Linked DNA regions of Zea mays: region 1 is linked to region 2. The links are chromatin contacts, called in public Hi-C maps. All regions are on one chromosome and are shown on one strand. Each heading gives the region's core, a stretch centred on a gene start, on an enhancer-like site or on the middle of the called end of the contact. The rest is flanking DNA. Distances are from core to core; before and after follow the strand shown. Region 1 holds the start of LOC100192791. Region 2 holds the start of LOC100192701.

Region 1 (4,707 bases), core at 2,010-4,509, 320 kb before region 2:
ACAAAGACACGTTTTTAATGTATGTTTATGGCTTCAAACTTTAAATTGAGAGTGACTCCTTGCAAGCAAAAAGGCAAGGATTAATGAATCATAGTGTAACTTCTACAGTAAGGCAAAAGGAAATACTGCCCACCAGGTATGAGCCAGTAACAACGAATGGCGGAATGGCAAGCTAATTGATGATGATTGAAATCCATCGGATAGAGAATTTACTGCAGTAATGCTCAAATGCTCTGAATTTACAGGAACAAACATATTTCTACAGGTTAACATAGAAGACAACAATATATGAGAAATGTCTATGAAGGCCATATTCAAATCCACTAGATGTAGCATATTCAGTAACACGCATTCAAATCACCATTTCATTTCTATTTCTACACCTTCAAAGGTTAAGATATGAGGCAATAGTATACTTCATGCAACTAGTCCTAATATATCACAATTGCTATAGACCTACCACAGAACTTCATATATGGGTGTAAAATGAACCAACCTAATATACACAATTCCTCATATGCCGCCCATAAAAGAGGATCTAGAGTCAACGCTTGTGTAAATTGTTCAGCTGCAGCTGAAATTCTGCCTGTGCACCTGCACACAGTTGAGATAAATATCTGAACTCTGAAGAAATATAGAATGCAGCAACATGGATTCAGTTAAGCCATGAATAATAAACCTGTAGATCACTCCAAGGAGGTAGTGTCCTGTTGCTCCACTTGGAACCTGCAGAAGGATGAAACTAATACTAGAAACAAGCTGACCCAATACAGGAATTAAAACAAACAAATGTGATTGATTTTATTTTCTAAGTATCTACTTCACCTCTGTAGAATCAGTGAGGAACCTGGCTGGTGCCAAGGGGCTTTCCTTTTTGGCCAGCCAAACTACCTAGCTCCTAGGGCTGTAGTGTTTTTTATCCAGTTTTATGGATAGCTTTGTGTATGCTTGTTTCTGGCCTCCATAAGGAGTGCTTGTACCTGGGTCCTTATGGCCCTTTATTTTCCCTCTACTTTAATATATGGGTGCGCAGTCCTCCTGCGCTCTTTCGAGAAAAAAAACCTCAGCTGAACATCGTGCCCCAGGTGAAAAACAAATGAAAAAAAGAGAGTTTCAAGCCAATCCATGCTGTGCCAGCACGTACCTTGTAATACTAATGCTTCTCTCGTATAACATAAAACAACCAGACTTTCTAACAATAAAGGGGAATAAACATACATAAGACTTTGGCCTTGGAAACAAATTTGGTGTGAAACACCGCAGGAAAAATAAAACAATCAGGCCTAGTATTATTTAAAAGAACCAGTAAATGTTCTCACTGAACTAGCTATGGAATTTCTAGTTCACAAACCAACAAGTGCATCATGCACCTCCCTTTATTCAAAACTGGAACCCCATAAGGAAACAAACTATTGTTACCAATATTTTATTTTTCAAACTAATGTAGTGCTGTCAAGTCCCTTTTGAATATTATGTTGTTAATATAGTTTATTACTGAGCGAAAAATACTTTGCTGCTATAATACCACCACACTTTCTTCTACACAAAAACAGACACACTCAAGTTTTCACACACCAATTTGTTGCACAAAGGCAAACGAATGAGATATTCACAACAACAGCAACAAACAACACACAAAGCCTTTTAGTCCCAAACAAATTAGGATAGGCTAGAGTTGAAACCCAACATAAACCACAAATCAAGGTTCACTCACGTTCTACATGTTTTCTTTTGGGTTTCATCTCCAATAGAATGGCTAGGTTCGTGTTCAACGTTAGAGATATTTACATAAACAAATCACTCTAAAATATGATTTATACCTCCATGTTTGGCTCATTGACTGGACATAGAATTTCTTCTGCTTCACGCAAGAGGTTCATTCGAAAGCATGATGTAGCAAACAAGTACCGGGACTCCGGCAGCTTCTTCCCTTCATATAACATCAGAAACAAAATCCATAAACCATCCAAACTACCTTTATATAATATATGTGTTACATGGCGAGCATATAACCATCCAAACTTACCTTTCAAAACGTGATATGCAGCATATGGCTGATTGTTGTGTAGGTAGCAGGTTGCTAGCAATTGCACATTGGTCTGTGCAGAGGAGGTAGAGCAAGAACATTTAGTGCCCACAACTATGTTGCAAATGGACTTAAAATTAAAAAAAATAAACTAAGATTTTTTGTGAGCAAGAATTACTAATTGAAAAGAAAGCATTGTAAAGCAGGCACAGATTCAGGTTAATCAGTGAGGTCATCTGCTAAGAAATTGAATGCATAGTCTCATACACACTAAACATGCATTCAAGTTATGTCGACTTTCATCCCACATGAAGACCTATGATCCACATCAAGAACCTAAATAAAAACTAAAACACAAAACCATGCATTCAAATTCCTGAACTTCATCCCACATGAAGACCCATGAACCACGTCAAGAACCAAAATTAAAATTAAAACCCACACCCTCAAGTAATTATAAGGTTAGAAAAGAAAGTGGGTGAGCATGTCCTGTAAGAACATAGAATTCAAGCAACTGAATACCTAATGGGCTATAAATATTGTCACCCCAAGGTTCTGACAAGGAAAAGAACTCACAGGCATACACGTTACTGTAACCAATGCCCATTATGCATAAACACCAGTAGAGCTTTTACCTGTGAAATTGCCTCAAAAATTTAGGCAGAAAATCACCCTCTCCAGTAAAAGTTCACTATGAACCCTAGATGAATCACGCGGGATACTCCAGTTCCCTACACCAGCTATAGAGAGCTGTTCTAATTCAAGCCTAGATAAGCTACAGACCAAAAGCTCACCACTCTGCTACTCTACTCCTAATGCAACCCTAGACACTTCAAAAAAAACGACAGAAGACTACTGAATCGAACTAAACAACGGAGGTGAGCCCCGCGCTCAAATCACTGCCACACGCCTGATCCGACCCCCAGATGTACCATTCCCACGCGCAATACACCGAATCGAGACGTACTAGCCTCGTTAAGGAACATGGATAAAAGGGGGCTACCTCGGAGGGGAACTGTGCGCAGAGGCGCTCGCAGAGGAATATGGCGTTGCGGTACATGAAGAGGCGGAGGCTACTGTGGACGCGGTCTACCATTAGGGTTTCCATCGCCGCCCAGCGGCGGCGGCGAGCGCGGGTGGGCGATATCAAGGGGATTGGGGAAGTAGTGCGGTGGCCGAAACGCAGGCGGCAGGCGCAGCAGGGGAGTGTGAGTGTCCGGACTCTGGTCGTTTGAATCAGCCGTTTGAATCCAGCAGGCTCTTGATTTTTGGGTGCGATGCGATCTGATAGGGCATTCCAAGTTTCCAACGAGTGCCGTGCCTGTGCGAAACAGCCGAGTTACATGGCCGACAAGTGGGCCATAGGGTTCGCTCCGAATATGTGAACGTTGGACAAGCCCGGCTGGGTTATTTGCTATTACAGTTTGAATGTGGATGTTGGAAAGCATGAAAATTGAATTGGGTTCAATTACAAATCAAACATGATACTGAAATGAGATATAATTTCAAATATATTGTTTGGATGTTATTGAATTAGAGTTTGGATTTGTGTGGTCCAATTCCACTCAATACAGAGGAGTAGTGCTCTGTATTAGGAGACGGAATTTCTAGTTATAGTCCAATTCTATGGAATTAGGTCTCTGATTCCAAATCTCAATTTCATGTACAACAAAATAATAAAATTCTAGAAATCTGATTCCAATTTCTAATCATGTGCTCCAATATCTACATACAAACGGGGTATACTGGTTTAAAGTGGCTTCTTCATCATAATAGTACTATATAATATAGTGTTTGGTTTGAGTAATGAGCTAGTCCATCATCTTCTAGCTCCTCACTTTTTTTGTTTGGTTTATGAAATGGAATGAATTGATCCATCACCAACTCATTCATCATAGTTAGTTAGTTAGTTAATACTAATATGAGAAATAGACTTATCCCAACAAATTTGAAGAATTGACCCATGATGCACCACCTCATTTTAGATAGAAGGATTCCTCAACCCAAAAACCCCCTAACAGATTAGGTTTATCTATAATACTCAACTTATCTAAAATAGTACTCCCTCTGTTTTAAAATATATTTCGTTTGACTTTTTCAACCCAACTTTGATCACTCCTCTTATTCAAAAAAAATCCATGGAAAATGAAAAAAAATCTAAATCATATGTCCCTAGAAATGATTGAGACAAGTGCCAATATCGAATGCCAGGAGAAAGCTACGAAGTGTTCGCCTTGTCCCCTAGAGAGGTCATAGACTACCCTATTTATATGCCTAAGGGGAGCACGTCTTTGTAGATGAGGCTGCTTGCCTGCTGCGGAGGGTGTCTTCACGTCCTGTAGACAGCAAGGCCTTTGTACTTCGTTGTTCACTTGAATTCGCTGGTTTCCCGCTGAGAGCCGAGGCTAAGGCTGAGGGTTTGGCTCTATGCCCGAGCCCTCAGGGGAGGGCTACCCATATCGTAGTGGTTGTAATAGGGCTTAGTTATGGAGAAAAGCCACTTGCGGGATGTGTCAGCGCTTCTGTATCTGATGACATTGGGGTGCCCTTGGCTGCAGATATCGAGATCGGAGCCGAGTTCGGGCAAGGCGGAAGTCTTCCCGAGGTGATGGCTGAATCCTTACTGATGTGTGCCACAGTCGACGGAGTGGTTTCCTGCAGGATTCGTGGTATAGCAGGTA
Region 2 (4,916 bases), core at 2,250-4,749:
AAGTGATGCAAGATTTAGATGCTTTTATTGAGCTGACTTACCAAGGGGATCATACGTTGGCAAGGTGATGTACCGCGGGCAGTGCTTGCTTTTTGATACACTTCCATTCGCCAAAGAAGTGGTAAGGCAATCACGAGGCTGGAAGCATAATTTGAAATGAGCATTGCTTGCAATATGTGCCATTTGAATTTTGGAAATAAATATAAGTTTCCGATTTCAGGGTCAGAAGTGTTCAGAGAAATATTCAAAAGTGAAATCTATGCGACGCGACCAGAAGAAGCTAGTAAAGAACAGCTTGCAAGCCCAAATGCAATGAAGCAGTAACCAAACAAAGTATTGGACATTGGTATCGTTATCAAGTTTTGTTTTCACAGGACTCAGAGCGACCGTTCAGCATATATACATAGGATGTAAAATTCCTCAGAAACATTCAAACTTTAGCAAATAAAATGTTGGTACTGTAGGAACAATATTACCAGATATGCTTTGAGAAGGCTTATGACAAAGTACCTAGGAGTGTAATGTGGTGGGCCTTGGAAAAACACAAAGTAGCAACAAAGTACATTAATCTTATTAAAGATATGTACACTAATGTTGTGACAAGTGTCCGAACAAGTGATGGAGACACCGATGACTTTCCAATTAACATAGGACTACATCAAGGGTCGGCTTTGAGCCCTTATCTTTTCGCTTTGGTGATAGATGAGGTCACAAGGGACATACAAGGAGTTTTACCGTGGTGTATGCTTTTTGCCGATGATGTGGTACTTATTGAGGAGAGTAGGAGTGGTGTTTCTCAAAAGTTGGAATTGTGGAGGCAGACGCTGGAAGCAAAAGGTTTTAGGCTTAGTAGGTCTAAAACAGAGTATATGAAGTGTGATTTCAGTGCCATGGGGTATGAGGATGGCGATGTTAGTCTTGATGGGCAAGTGGTACCCAAGAAAGACATTTTTCGTTACTTAGGATCAATGCTTCAGAAGGAGGGATACATCGATGAGGATGTCAGTCATAGAATTAAAGCTGGATGGTTGAAGTGGCGACAAGCTGCGGGTGTCTTATGCGACCCCCGGGTGCCACACAAACTAAAAGGCAAATTCTACAGGACAGCAATCCGACCGACTATGTTGTATGGAGCAGAATGTTGGCCCACTAAAAGACGACATGTCCAACAACTAAGTGTGGCAGAGATGCGTATGTTGCGCTGGGTATGTGGCCACACAAGGAGAGATCGAGTCCGGAATGATGATATACGAGAGAGAGTAGGAGTGGCGCCAATTGAGGAGAAGCTTATGCAACATCGCTTGAGATGGTTTGGACATATCCAACGAAGACCTGAAGAGGCACCAGTGCATATCAGAATAATTAGGCGTCCCGAGAATGTGAAGAGAGGTAGAGGTCGGCCAACTTTGACGTGGACAGAGGCTGTGAAGAGAGACCTGAAGGAGTGGAATATTGATAAAGAGCTCGCCGCAGATAGGAAGGGGTGGAAGTGTGCAATTCACGTGCCAGAACCCTGATTTATAGTTTCGCTTTTCCTCCTTAATCGTTTGACCTTTCCTTGTGCCCATTTTAGATCTTGCTGGTTCTTGTGGGTTTTATCTCTTTTATGTGTTTCCCCGTTTCGTTGTTTTCGGTTCTCCTTTGCCTTTGTTTCCCTTTTCTGTTCTTTGGGGGTTGAGCTCCGAGGTTTTCATACGGGGTTTCATCTCTAGCCTACCCCAACGTGCTTGGGACAAAAAGGCTTTGTTGTTGTTGTTGTTGTTGTTGTTGCTGCTTTGGTGGTAATCTGTCTACATAATCGTCGTTGGTTCTACTCATGGCTGTAATGTTTCATAGCAACAAACTGCAGGGAGTTGTTCAAGTGAAAAAAAATGGGAAACTCACCTTCAATTCTTTGTCGAAGCATAACCTAAGTTCTTCGATTGAACCCCTCTTGCAAACAATTTGTGGTGATCCCCCAAAAGCATGTTTGATGGTATCGATGACATCGCTCAGTGCATATTCCTTACCATTTGAAACCTGTATCCATCCACTTGACAGCATTTCCTGCAGCCCAAGCGATTCAAATTTATGATAGAGAAAGCACAAAGCTCCATGCTGGTTTTCTGATTGTGTAGGCACTAGGCACCACTTTCTCAAAACCATGCTGGTAAGATGAAGGTGCTATAGGCTACCCAAGAAACCAATGCTACGGTATGACTGATCTGTCAAAGACCTAGGTACTAACCGTAACGTTATACTTGAAGTAGAGGTCAAGGGCAAGGGTGAAATACTGTAATTCATCCTGAACCACAGGGGCAGAGCAGGTTCCATGTTTCTCTGAAAAATGAAACTCCATGTTAAGGGTATGCCAGTCATGCAATTATCAGAAACGTCTGCGCAAAGCATAATGTCAGACTATTTTGCAAGTAAAAGTCATTGAAAACAAAGAACATTACCCCACTGAAGATGAGCAACAGGCGAATTGAGCAGAAAACGTCACCCCGTAAGACAAAGACAACATGAAAAGGAAACAGCAAAGAGGTTCAAACTGAGGCATAATGTAGCCTTTCGGAGTTAAATAGCACAATGGACGAATCTAGTTCTGAATTCGGATGTTACTACTGCACCTCGTGAGCCCAGAAGAGTCCCTTGCCGCTGAAGCATGTTCCAGATTTGGAGCAGTAGAGGGACGGCCAGTACTTGTCAAGCACCTCCTTCAGTGGCAATATCTACACCACCAGATGATGGCACGAAACCATAAATCAGCACGGTTGTTGAGAACTCGTCCACAGAACCAAACGCGACAGGAGGACCAAACGGAAGCGAAAGCAACCCGCTGTGAGGCCGTGGGTCAGGCAGTCACCTTGTCCATCTCGAATTGGGTGCGGCGGCAGCACGACGGCCAGGTCCCGTCGTCGTAGTCCGGCCATAGCCCGTCTGCTCGAGCGGCAACAGTCGCGAAATTCAGACGAAACCGATCCCGTATTCACCTGACGGAACATATGAACAGAAATCGAAAGGCCGAGCACTTACGGATCGTGAACGTCTGGAGAGGCTCCGAGCTGTACGCGGGGCAGGACAGGAGAGACAAAAAAAAAAGGGCGTGAGGTCTCGCATCGACCAAAACGAAATCGGATAGCAGAAAACTGATCTACGGGGCGAGCGGCGAGCTCTCGGCGTTTGGACGGGAGGATAAGATAGGGGAAGGGAGCCACCGGTCGGCGGCGCGGCACAGCGCGGAGCACGTACCGGCAGCAGCCGTTGGTGGCGCAGCAGTGGCGGGTGGAGGCGCAGATGGTGCCGGGCCACTGGAGGGAGAGCGCGAAGTAGTCGAACTCCCGCTGCGGCTTGCTGCCCAGGGGCGCGCGCGCTGAGCCCAGGTCGGACAGGCCCGATGCGACGAGCACCCACACCGCCAGCACGCACGCCGCCTTCGTCGCCATCGTCATCGCCTGCCTCTCCTATTCTGCCTCCGGCAGCTCAGCTCAGTACAACTGTACCACAACTCTTCGGGGCGATGAGGCCAGGTGGGGGGGCTGTATCAACGCCAACGGTGGTGGCTCGGAGGGGCTAGGAAACGGCCGTCTCGCTGCAAGTGGGGCCCCGCGCTGCCGTATCGGGGACCACCTCTAATTTTGTTTTCCTTTTTGCCCCTTATTAGCTGCTAAAAAACTTTTTTTTGTTGCGTATCGTGATTATCTCAACGGAATGGAAGAACTGAAGAAGATAGCGCGGAATATCCTTGGCCTCGCACTCGCACATGGGTTTGATACGGAATATCCTTGGCCATCAGCATCGGCCGTAGCCGGTTGCGATGCGACGAAGCAACTAGCCAAGCCAACTAACCGCAAACGAGATGCGTGCAGCGATAAGACCAGAACTGAAAAGTGACACGCAACCAGGAACAACGCAAGCAGACTCTCAACTCCTCGCGGAGAAAAAGTATGAGACACGAGCCCTAGCTTGGGAACGCTATTTTACGAAGGTATTTTTATTTTTCAAGAAAAGTCAGTTTATTTTCCTTTACAGAGCGTTTAGATCCATTTATTTAGTAGAAATTGGAATTTATTTAATAAAGTAATCTATTTAGTTTGAAATTTGATATTCCACCAATTTTCAAAGTTTAGAGATAGTCTATCTCAAATTCATGGAGTAGAGGAAAAAATAATTTTATGTATAAGTAGAATATATTTATACTCTACAATTTATAATACGCTTTTAGACTAACTACTCTATAGTAAAAATGTAGTACATAAATATCTCTGATATTTTATTAATAATAGTATATAAATATATTTTACATAAAACTGTATTAGCTTAATTGATGTGTCTAAATTATTATTATTAGAATCAAATTAAATTCCAATGATCCAAACAGGGCCGTAAGGAAATGAGAATAATTTGGAAAAAAACGAAGTTGTCAAACTATCCTGTGCACGAATCTGGTACAGTCAAGTGAATATAATATACATTAACATTCACATTTCATTTCCAAATCCCGGTGCGCGGTGGCCAGTCATTCGATACTGTGAATGAAAGAATTATACAGGACCATACCGGGCCGGTAATTTTGCAAGCACGCCGTGGCGTCTCGCTCTATTGATATTTGATACAAACTCGGCTCGGCAGAGGCCCACAGAACCTGGAGTCCTGGACGCTACTCAGAGTCAGACGTACGCATGTAGCTCGGAACCTCGCCATTGGATTGGTTGTTGATCCCCTCCGTAGTATTGGCCACCACTGCAATCGCAATCACAGTGTCCGATCAGAGTAGTGCAGCGGCAAAGCCATGACAAATCTGGACTCAATTCTCTTCCCCTGTGCGGTGCGGCTGTGCATCCTGCACTGATTCCATTCACACAACGGCAGTAATAGAAAACAGAAACTCACCGGACGGTTTGTACGACGGGAACGTGATGTAGCGAGGGCAGTAG

The links. Hi-C and Micro-C count contacts between places; a contact is called where the count stands out from the background.
Region 1: a Hi-C map of ear shows a contact between it and region 2, with 1.5 times the contacts expected there. The contact joins the promoter of LOC100192791 here to the promoter of LOC100192701 in region 2. A contact is called at or near these places in 3 of 25 Hi-C or Micro-C datasets (ear, leaf and tassel).

Annotation. Positions count from the first base shown.
Region 1 is chr3:172,620,261-172,624,967 of Zm-B73-REFERENCE-NAM-5.0, reverse strand. LOC100192791 reads right to left here and starts at 3,259. Exons shown (of 16, transcript NM_001358555.1): 1 at 3,030-3,259; 2 at 2,027-2,099; 3 at 1,821-1,930; 4 at 680-726; 5 at 497-594. The coding sequence starts at 3,134.
Region 2 is chr3:172,304,464-172,309,379 of Zm-B73-REFERENCE-NAM-5.0, reverse strand. LOC100192701 reads right to left here and starts at 3,499. Exons shown (of 9, transcript NM_001137904.3): 1 at 3,232-3,499; 2 at 3,016-3,044; 3 at 2,846-2,919; 4 at 2,610-2,711; 5 at 2,439-2,442; 6 at 2,228-2,319; 7 at 1,885-2,046; 8 at 42-138. The coding sequence starts at 3,431. LOC100284088 reads right to left here. Exons shown (of 9, transcript NM_001156986.2): 8 at 4,873-4,916; 9 at 4,466-4,722. The coding sequence ends at 4,640.